2 separate regions of the Gossypium hirsutum genome follow, and region 2 is linked to region 1. The links are chromatin contacts, called in public Hi-C maps. All regions are on one chromosome and are shown on one strand. Each heading gives the region's core, a stretch centred on a gene start, on an enhancer-like site or on the middle of the called end of the contact. The rest is flanking DNA. Distances are from core to core; before and after follow the strand shown.

What was found. Hi-C and Micro-C count contacts between places; a contact is called where the count stands out from the background.
Region 2: a contact with region 1 is called in a Hi-C map of leaf, with 2.0 times the contacts expected there. The contact joins the promoter of LOC107936183 here to the promoter of LOC107936173 in region 1. A contact is called at or near these places in 2 of 34 Hi-C or Micro-C datasets (both in leaf).

The regions. Positions count from the first base shown.
Region 1 is chrD01:3,324,853-3,330,477 of Gossypium_hirsutum_v2.1, forward strand. LOC107936173 ((S)-2-hydroxy-acid oxidase GLO1) reads left to right here and starts at 3,518. Exons shown (of 12, transcript XM_016868849.2): 1 at 3,518-3,884; 2 at 5,061-5,229; 3 at 5,317-5,441; 4 at 5,526-5,572. The coding sequence starts at 5,093.
Region 2 is chrD01:3,459,645-3,465,269 of Gossypium_hirsutum_v2.1, forward strand. It overlaps LOC107936183 (E3 ubiquitin-protein ligase DA2L), which reads left to right and starts at 2,997. Exons shown (of 9, transcript XM_016868866.2): 1 at 2,997-3,514; 2 at 4,024-4,307; 3 at 4,423-4,474; 4 at 4,553-4,598; 5 at 4,696-4,777; 6 at 4,884-5,025; 7 at 5,133-5,223. The coding sequence starts at 4,116.

The sequences.
Region 1 (5,625 bases), core at 2,268-4,767:
TAAATGACATTTTTTATGCATTTTATAATTTTTTATCATTTTTAAAAAATTTTATATTTTTATATTTTTTCTAATTTTTATATTTTTATATTTTTATTAAAATTTAATATTTTTTATAACTTTTATTTATTTTTATTTTTATAAATTTTTTGCCACATGGCACACCGTGATTGTAATACGAGGTAGCTCTAACTAAAAAAATTAGATGTAGTTAAATTTAACGGTCGACTATTACAGTTAATAGCCAAAGGGCCTTTTTGATGCATTTGACAGTTCAAGTACCTAATTGAGTGAAAAACAAAATTAGGGGCTTAATTATTTTATTTTTTTGAAAAGTTTGAGGCTTTTTTTATGCATTTTGAAAGTTCAAGTACCTAATTAAGTGCAAAAAAAAACAAAAAGCAATGGCTTAATTGCTTTTTTTTTTAAGTTTGAGGGTTTTTTTGATACATTTTAAAAGTTTAAGTACCCAATTGAATGCAAAAAAAAAAGTTGGAGCTTAATTACTTTTTTTTAATTTTGAGGGCATTTTACATACTTAAGTCAAAAATTAATTAATAGATTTAAAATGTTAAAAAAAATTAGTTTTTTTTTTGTGAATTATAAGAAAAAGGCAAAGCCCAACAGCAATGCGACTAATATGACTCGAACCTAAGTCACATTTAAAACGGTGAACACCCTCTAACTATCAGGCCAACATACGGGTTAAAAAGATTAAAAATTTATGATAAGGAATATTGTTGTTTGGTGGCTTTCTATGTTGTTATAGTTAAATACGAGGTTTTTTTTGTAATTTTCTTCATTAAATTCTTTTATGTTACTTTAATTAGCTTTTATCCATTGAGATTTAGTATGAATTTTTTTAAAAAAAATTACAACTATAATAGGAAATAAATAAATAAATAAGTTGATACAAAAACAATAAAAATAATATTAATAAAATATGATGGCTTTGATGGGTATAAAATATAAAATCCTCAACCCTTTAAGTAAAATAGTGAAAAAGAGACTAAAATAAATTGTTAATTTTGCAAGGTTGCATTAATGTTAATTAATTGATGGATAGCACTTAAGTTAGGGCAATCATGTGATGAAATTTTGCCATTTTGGGGCTAAGGGCACATTTTATGTTCTTCTTTATCTTTGGTGTGTTGGGCTTTATTAATTGTGGGTTAAACCTATTCATGAGTTGAGTTTTATCTATTCAGATCCGAAGATTCACCTGAATTTAAAAGTATTTGGACAAAAACATTAGATTTGAAAAATGAGTTTAGACAAAAAATTAAGCTCGCTTGAAATATGGATTGGGCTTGGGCTTGAACATTCAAAACCCAAGCCCGACTCATTTTAAAGTTTATAATGTTTTATATTATATAATTTATAACACATCGAGATGTTTGAGAGACATTAAATGTAATAGTATAAATTTAAGTCGAGCCAGATCAAAATTTTCACTTAAAATCTTGACTAGAATAAAAAGTGAATTTTAATTTTTGTCTAAATCTATTTTTCGGCTTTACATTTTTATCTAAATTCTATTATAATTCGAGAACACCTTTAAATTTGAATAATAATATAATTCTTGAACAAATCTATTTAAATTGCAATTGAATAATGGAAATTATTTATTTATCATTTAAATTTAAATATAACAATTTTTTTTTTGGAATCGGTGATGTGTAAGAAAATATGAGAAGTACTTATTATATAAATTTAAATACAAATTATGTTAATGCAAAATTTACCTTCCAATTATAATATTAATTGCAACTTAAAAAATAATTGGCAGTTGATTAAAATTTGTCTTATTTTGATTAGCACAATTTCAATCAAATGAGTACAATCTTATTTTGATGGCCTGTGTGGTTTATCAGCGGCGTATTTTTAAAGGCAAACAAACAAAATCAAGAAAAAGGAGAATCAAATTGAAGACTTGAAGAATTGATGATTGATTTCTTGCGGATTAAGTTTAGTTACTTGTGAATAGACGACATATTAGTCTTTTAATCGGTTTGTTCATTTTCAACTAGACTAATGACATGTTTAAGTTCATCTACTGATACAAGTTGTCTTTCCGTATTATGATCTGACCACGTAATACCACTTAGTATTAGTTAAACGTTAAATAACTATTGAGCCAATGTTTACTTTTATTTTGGTTTGCGTGGAAAAACTATTGAGAATGATATACATAGGGTATTATTGTAATTAATAGATATTATTAAACCAATTTGTTCGAAAAATGCAAGTGAACATAGAAGAAAATACTACACTTAAGGCATCAGATCCAATAGCCTAGAGGGAGGATGATCTAGATTTTGTACAACAGTAAGGTCAATAAATTGGTGAGAGTTAGATCAATGCTAGGACCTAAATCATTAGTTATAATATGAGAAAGATAGTGGATCATTATTCTGGGTACGGCCTTACAAACTTAGACTAAGGTCGAACTGTGTAAACAATCTCAGTATTCATCTTTATGTTTTCATACTTTTGATTTCGTGATTGAAATCATGGCTACAGTTTCAAGTGCTATTTTTGCAAGTACCCCACGTTTCTTCACAAAACATTGTAAGTAAACTAAATTAAGTCAATTGGTTTACATTTAAGCTTTCGGAGAGAGTTTTAGAAGGAAAAATATCTAGTTTGAGTATAGAAATAAGATTACTACCTAGTGAGTGAATAAGACTTAAATTACAATTTATACTTTTTTTTAGCACTTTATTAAGTCTCTAGACAATACCACGTGATTGTAAGAAGTTTTCCACATGCTTGAACAAATCTTGGTTTCCATCTCTATTTTTCTTACGATAGTTACAATTTAACATACAAAAAATCAACAATCTTTCAAATTACATTAATAGTAATATTTTATTTTTATACAAATTTTAAACTATTGATAACCCCCAATTAATAAAGCATAGGATAAATTTAAACCCATATCATTTAAGATGCCGCTATAGTAATAATTTCAACTTAATTAAAATTTAGTTGATAATATTTTACTTTTTATTGAACACTAAAGGAGCCCCAAAGTAGTCCACACTCATTCAAGCCTAATTTAAATTATAATTTCACTCCATTCATATGTAGGTTTATATACCTATTAGGTCCTCTTAATTTAAATTTTGAATAAATTAATCATTCCAAAAAAAAAAAAAGGAATGTGAGAAAAACGTTTGGCATATGTGGTTCTTATAAAAAACTTAAATTTCTTTTTTCTTTTTATTACCACTTAGGATAACTTTAATGAAAATCATTAGTACCAATATTAACTATTTTTATTTGCTCAGTTTCAAAATTGACATGAATTAAATTATTTTTAATTTTTTGAGAGGGACCAATTCACTTAATTTTAAAATTAGAAAGGACCCAAGTGTTGTTTTTACCAAAAATGTAGCATTCATTCATATCTCATATCCATAGAGAGAGTGAGGTGGGGAGAGCCAGAACCACTGTTGTCACTTTCACATGTCACAGAATTTTTAAATATATTATATACCTTATTCATTGTTCTAATTTTCCCTTATCCATTTATTCTTTTTATTTATTTATTTTGGGTTGAGAAATGATAATATAGGAAAAGAACCACTGTGAAACACACAAAGGATAAGTGGATGAGAGTTCCCCAATACCCCAAAATAGGATTTGGTCTCAATTTCTCACCTCCAAATGCTCATCCACTTAAACTTGTGATTTCCATATAATATAATATAAATATATATTCTTACATGTTTTAATATGTATCCCTTTTTTTTTAAATATAAAACCTTTTTTTTTAAATATTTTTCATTGCCAATCAGTCCCTTATTAATAAGTAGAGTATTTCCACAACTGGTTTAATTCCCTTCATGCACTGTGCTCCATAGTCTTGGAACCCAAGGGTATGCCTTTTCTCTACCTTATTTCATTGTCTTTTGGCCATGTTGGTTTAGACGGTAGACTAAAATATATACACTTTCTATGATTCTGCTGCATTAATATTCAATTTTACACTACATTTCCCCCATGTTTATGTTTTGCTATGTTAGCTAAATTCAAGTTTAAGTCTCTGATATTGGTGTGTTTGACATATAAACTTTATCCCAAGTTCTTTTCATAGGTTGGGATGATAATTTTTTCTATATTCATATTCGAATATTTATTGAATATAAATATTTTAGAATAAATGAAAAATCCATGTAACATAAGTGTTTTTGGCTCAGCAGAATATCATGTAGTTTGTGTTTATGTTTTTCTATTGAATATTTTGAGGTTAAATATCCCTTTTTTTTCTTATTGTTTTTATCTCGATTTATGTTATTTAAATTCAAGTTATATATTTGAAGAATTCTATAATATATTCATATTTGAATATGTATGAAATATAAATATTGAATGCACATACTTAGAGAAAAAATTAGAAGTTGAAGATAATTTTTATGTTAAATATATGGAGTTAAAAGCGATAATCATTAACTCCAAAAAAAAATTTATGAATCATAAAACTATTGAAAAAATGATGGTAAACATCTCACAAAGTCAGATTTCTTAATTTCAAAGGTTAAAGTCTCATTTACTTTAATTCATTTTGTATCTTATATATATTACCCCATAAATTTCAGTGAAAATTTATTCTAGTATGACTCAAAAGAGTTTCTATTTTTGATAATTTAAAGGAATTTTTAAATTTATTAAAACATCTAAATACATAGAAAATTTTAAAATATATATTATTCACAATCTATGGAACGTAGGTTTAATTAGTTTCATCTCATCTCTTTAGTTTTTTTTTTTTTTGCATGTATTTGAAACTTTGATGTAATATGGTTTAATTTAGTATTATTTTTGAAAAATATTTTAAAATTATTAAAAGAACACTTTTAAAATTTTTGATTTAATTATTTAAATGTTTATGTCAAGTTAAAAATAAGTTTTCAAAAGATAAAAGGTATATAATGAGTGCTAAATCATAGTCTAGGTCTTGAAGCCCAACATTTGATTCAACTATTGTCCGTACCATTTAGTCTGGTTACATTGTTTTGGTCCCTAATCCTTACTGGTATCATATGTTTTTTCAGACAGAAGACTCTTTTAACATTTCACCGCAAAGATGGAGATAACAAATGTGAGCGAGTATCAAGAAATTGCGAAGCAAAAGTTGCCAAAGATGGTGTATGACTACTACGCATCTGGTGCTGAGGACCAATGGACATTGCAAGAGAATAGATTTGCTTTCACTAAGATACTGTGAGCTTTTTTTTCAAAACAAGACCAGATTGTTCCTTTATTGCTAAATGTTTATGTTTCAATTTGTTGACATTCTTCGTTCTTAAGGTTTCGTCCTCGTATTCTCATCGATGTAAGCAAGATAGACATGACCACAACTGTGTTGGGTTTCAAGATATCAATGCCTATCATGATTGCCCCAACTGCCATGCAAAAAATGGCTCATCCTGAAGGTATGGAATCGGTTTCATTTTGTTATTTAGTTCTTGTTTCATGGAAGCCAATTTGAGTGAGATCCCTTTCAATTTGTGTGACAGGGGAGTATGCAACAGCTAGGGCTGCATCTGCTGCTGGAACTATCATGGTTTGGCTTCTCATTCCCGATTTATTTAACCCCAATCGTCGAATGCTTTTATG
Region 2 (5,625 bases), core at 1,747-4,246, 130 kb after region 1:
TTGTATTTTCCCTTTTATATTTATTCATTATTATATTATTATATCAGCTTTGCGTTATTGTTATTTTTTTATCTAAATATAAAATATGTTTGTTTTATTATATGTTATCATTATATAATTGTTTATATCTTTCATGTTCATTTTTAACGATTTATTATTATTATTAATTATTCATTTATATCTTTTGACATACATATATTAGTTTTTTTTATGTTATCATTATTATTGTTTTTATTTGTTGCTATTTTGTTTGTACGTTCATTATTATTTTAAAAAATGTTTTAGCCTTATTCGTCTATTTACATGTTATTGTGTGTAATCCGTTTGTTTTTTTATGGTTGATTGTTCATATCATCATATTCATTATTTTCGTTTACTAATGTGACATTTACGCGTATATCGAGTTTAGCATTACATCAATTTTACCTAAATTTTTTAAAAGGGAAAATTTTTGAAAATAAGAACGATACTCGGCATTTGAGATTTTCGAAAGGATCGAGCCCTAACGTATTGGGTTCCGATTTCTTTCGTTGAGTCTAAATTGTCGAGAATGTTCTTTTAATCGAAAAACATGAATAAAAGCTCATTATCGGGAATTCAATATGTTGTGTCCTAACGCATTGGATGTGACATGTTGTTTTTTCGAGATGATGATTTTCTTAAAAATAACCGAGGCAATATTCAATGTTCATAATGTTGAGAAATTGTGCCCTAACGTATTAGGTTGCGATTTCCTCATTTGACTTGAACGATTGAATATCTTTTTTTAAATTTTTATAGTAGGAGTTTTTTTATATGCAACCTATTTTATACAAGTCATTTCAAAACAAAGGATCGTATTTTACATTTCTTTAAATTTTCCAAATTTCGACATTAAGACATTAAGTAATCAACTAGGTACCAATTTTGGGCGTATCGAGGGTGCTAATCCTTCCTCGTGCGTAACCGACTCCCGAACCCGTTTTTTTGAATTTCGTGGACCAAACTTATTGTTTTAATAAAATCAAACCGTTTATTAAAAACAACCATTTTTCGAGGTGATCCAATCACACCTCATAAAAAAAGATTGGTGGCGACTCCCGTTTCATTTTTCAAAACCCAAGTCGACCCCATTTTCCATCCAAAAAATGGCGTCAACAGTTTTATCTTACCTTTTTGTGATTAGTTTTGATAAAAAAATTATATAAAAACATTAAAAATTATGATATATCAGATGGATTCAGAATCAGATATATCATATATTTTGAAGTTTATGGCCGATACAATTATAATTAAATGCTTCCATTTAATTGGGGCGAAGTGGGGCGGAGCAAAAAACAGCCCATGGTGCTGTGGCACTCCTTTGTTGGGTTTGATTCTTTCTTTGCTTTGTTTAATGAGTTGGGAATTGTTGGTTCTTATTCTACAAAATTTGATTGATTCTTTTAGGTGTGCATACCTTTTTTGATGTCTGGTCAATAGCAAACCACATCACAATATCATACTAATGCAATTCATGGTCCACCCAGAATTTTTCTATTTAAAAGTTTATTATTATACTTTATATTAATGCAAATCACATCACAATATCATACTAATGTTGAAAGCGAGCACAATATTGTCAAATTAAAATAGCAAAATTAGAATAAACTTAAATACGAAAGCGATAAGATTAAATACTGTTATGATACTGTAACGTGAGATAAAAAGAAAGTTAAACTCACTACAATAATAATAAATGTTTATCCAAAGAAGCTCTTAGTTAGTATTTGAGTAATGGGTTTAGTACCTGGATAATGGGCTATGGGTTTGTGTTGATATTTGAGTAATGGGCTTTAGGGCATTTTTATCATAATGAGGTAATGGATTTGGGATAAATATTATTTTTATAATTTCTTATGAAGATTTCAATGCAATAAAAATAATGGTTACATGGTGGTCTAGAGGTCGAAAAAGATAATAATACACCTAAAGAGAAACGAGTCATCAGAGACTCGTACATGAGTTATAACAAGCTTAGCACAAGCCCCATCATGGGGGAGACCATAAATATCATAAGCCAACCAAAAAAAGGGAGGGGGGGGGGAAGGCAGGAACAATGAAGGCAATGAGTGGCGTCAGAATGGTGTAGGTGGAGAGACAAGGGGAAAGAGACAGTATCAATGGTAGAAGGAGGGAAAAATGATAGGGAAAGGGAAGAGACTGAGAGAAAAAAAAGGGAGGAGAAAGGAAGGAGGGAGTAGCCACTAGCCAGCTCGAAAGTTGGTGTCGCGGGCAGAGAAAAAAGGAAAGGGGAGCGATTAAGGGTTTTGGCATGAGAAGGAAAATGAAAAAGAGAGACAACATTGGGGTAATATTAAATATATAATAATTAAATATAAATACAATGTTAAATTTTATTTATCCATAATTGGGACTAGGCTCAAACATCAATTGTTTTTCGATACTTTTTCAAAATTTATAATTAACCTTTGCAGTTTACTTATGAGACATTGACTCCTTGTATTTTTTATTTAAGAATCTAAGACGAGAATCGTTGATGTGGTATTACTTATAAAAAATATAAAATAATTTTTTTAGCTCTCAACATTTACAATTTTTGTTAATTTGATCATTACATACAAAATTTAAAAATACAATTTTTTAAACAAGCTTAATTTTACCCAAACTCATTTTTTAGACATAATATTTTACTTAAGGCCCCAAACCATTCCAAAATTTGGGAAGCCCTTAAGCTTGGGAAGATAACTTAAGCATCGAATAATACTATCCATAATCCTTTAAATTCTTAAAAGGGAGGGTTAATATGAAGGTTTTTAAAATATGATAAAGGGTTGAATTGGTTAATTTGTAGGATTCCATTAAATAAATCATTAAAGTTTCATAAAAAATAAAAAACTGATTCAACCAATCGATCTATTTTTATCCTGATTTAATTAGTCTGTATCAATTCATGAGTCAACTCCAAATCGAACCCCACCAATTCATGATCTTGTCTAACTCAAACATCTATAAATAAGATACTCGAGTTTTGTTGTTCTAATAACTACAACAAGAATGACAGGGATTAAATTAAGTTTGATGTAATGAAATTGAGGAGCGGACCTCTCCCGCAAGAAAAGAATAGTTGGTGAAGTATAAGGATATATGAATAAGATTGATTCTTGTTCTTCTGTATTACTCCGCCCCCTTTCCTCATAATCCCTTTCTTCCCATGTTACTCTTCTTCTCTGTTTCTTTTAATTAATTATTTTTCATCGTTTTGCATTATCTTCTAAATTTAATTTCACGTCAAAAACAATACCTTTTTTTTTAAACAATTAATTAATATTTTTATTGTTAAAAAGAAATTATTATGAAAAAGACCACTAAGAATATATAGAGAAAGAAAATGACAATCTTTCTCTTTTTGTATGAGAAAAATTCCTGATTTAATTTTTCATTAGCATTGGAGAATCTCTCGTTATTCTCTCTTTCTTTCCTTTTTTTTTAGTCTCTAATTTCTATTCACGGACTCCATTTTCTGGATTTGAAGGTCAGTTTCGCTCATCTCTCGATTAATTTAGTAAAGTTTGTCTCTTTTTTTCTTCGATATTTATTTATTTTTTTGGTTTGCTTTGTATAATTTTTCCTTATTGAAATTATCTGTTTCCCGAAATGGGTTTATTTTGAAGTTTTAGTCTTATTATTATTATTGTTGTTATTTTGGGGAGTATGTCAATGTTTCTGAAATGAATACGCTGTGGCTAGTTCATTTTGTGAGAACTGAACTTGTTAAGTTAATTTCTTTTAGTAATCCAATAATTAGGGTTCTCTCCCTTAGTGAATTCACATTTTGGAATCATTTTTTTTAGAAATTATTAATTTGTTTCTATGTTTAATTTTTAAGTATTATTTAGCTGCATTTGCAGGATCCTTTGTGGCATAATATTAAGTAGTGAACTGTTATCAATTTTGATTATTTGTTCATAAAGTGTTTGATATTTTGAGCGTACCAAATAATCAAAACAAAAATGTGTTGTTATTTGGTTGGCTTTGGTTCAGGAGAATTTTAAGAGTAAATCTAATAATAATAAGTAAAAGGAGAAGAAGGGAAGAGAACAATTTTTGGAACACGAATTATATATATATTATTGATGGGCAATAAATTGGGAAGGAAGAGGCAAGTGGTGGACGAGAGGTATACACGGCCGCAAGGGTTGGATATTGATATAGATGTAGATATTAAGAAGCTGAGAAAGCTGATACTTGATTCAAAGCTCGCTCCGTGTTATCCTGGGGATGAAGAGTGTTGTTCTGATCTTGAAGAATGCCCAATTTGCTTTTTGGTATGCATTTATGTCATTGGCTTTCTGTAGTTATGTTTCCTCTCATATCATAAATTTTATAATCTTTCATCCTTTTGCTTTATTAGTGACTGCATATGATTTTTTTTCCATTCAGTATTATCCTAGTCTCAACAGATCAAGATGTTGCAGGAAAAGTATTTGTACAGGTAAACCATCGGTGATTTTTCTGATTGATACTTAGTGATACTGCTGATTGAAATTTTGACACATTTTATTTGAAGCAGAATGTTTTCTGCAGATGAAGAATCCTAATTCGGCTCGTCCTACGCAGTATCCTTCACATTAATGACATTGACTACAAAACATGTCAATTTGATTAGTTGTTTATGTACTTGTATACCGATGTTTGCGTTCTTTGACTATTGAGGTGTCCATTCTGCAAAACCCCAAACTATGCTGTGGAGTATCGAGGTGTGAAAACAAAAGAAGAAAAAGGGATGGAGCAAATTGTAAGACCACCTTCTCTCTCCCAAACAAACAAAGAAAGGTGTAAAATCCTCCTATGGTTTTCATTAGATAGAAAATAGATCTATTTTTTTTGTTTGAATTGAGCAGGAAGAACAACGTGTCATAGAAGCACAACTTAGAATAAGGCAGCAGGAACTTCAGGATGAAGAAGAAAGAATGCAGAAAAGACGAGAATCGAGTACTTCAACTGGTGTTGCACCAGGAGAAGTTCAAAACAGTTCGGTTGCAGGTATTGTTATATTGTGATTCTGTTTTCCAGTTATATTGATTCTTCATTCCTTCAAACATTGTACTATCTTGGATTTTTTTTCCCTTTATTTTTCTTCTTATTTGCAGCTCGTTCCTCTGGTGCGGAGGAAGTAGTTTCTTTTCAAGATTCACAACCTGCCTTGATGAGTAAACAACCTTCAAATCCTAGGTCAAACAGGTAGGCAGAGTTTTTTTGTAGCTTCCTTACATAGAATTCACTATTCATGCTTATGAAAGAAAAGGGGGGGGGGGCGTAGAGTATAGTTGTTAATTCATGTCTGCATTAGTTTATTTACTTTATAATCAAATTATGGAACTCGTGTAGAAAGATTGTTCTTAGTGTTTCTCTTTCAAGTTTTATTCAGGTGAGAGTATAATGTATGTTTTTGCTAGATTTCTTCAAAGAGTAAAATTGTAATCCTTACTCAGCTATTACTGTTTTTCTTTCTGGAGTTGCAAGGCCACGGTAAAAAAAGAGCTGAAGAAGCTAATCTGAAAGTGGATTTGGAGGTCAAATCTTTAGTGTTGAAATGAAACCTATGTTTCAACTTTCAATGATTTCTAGTAGATTCCAGTCCTT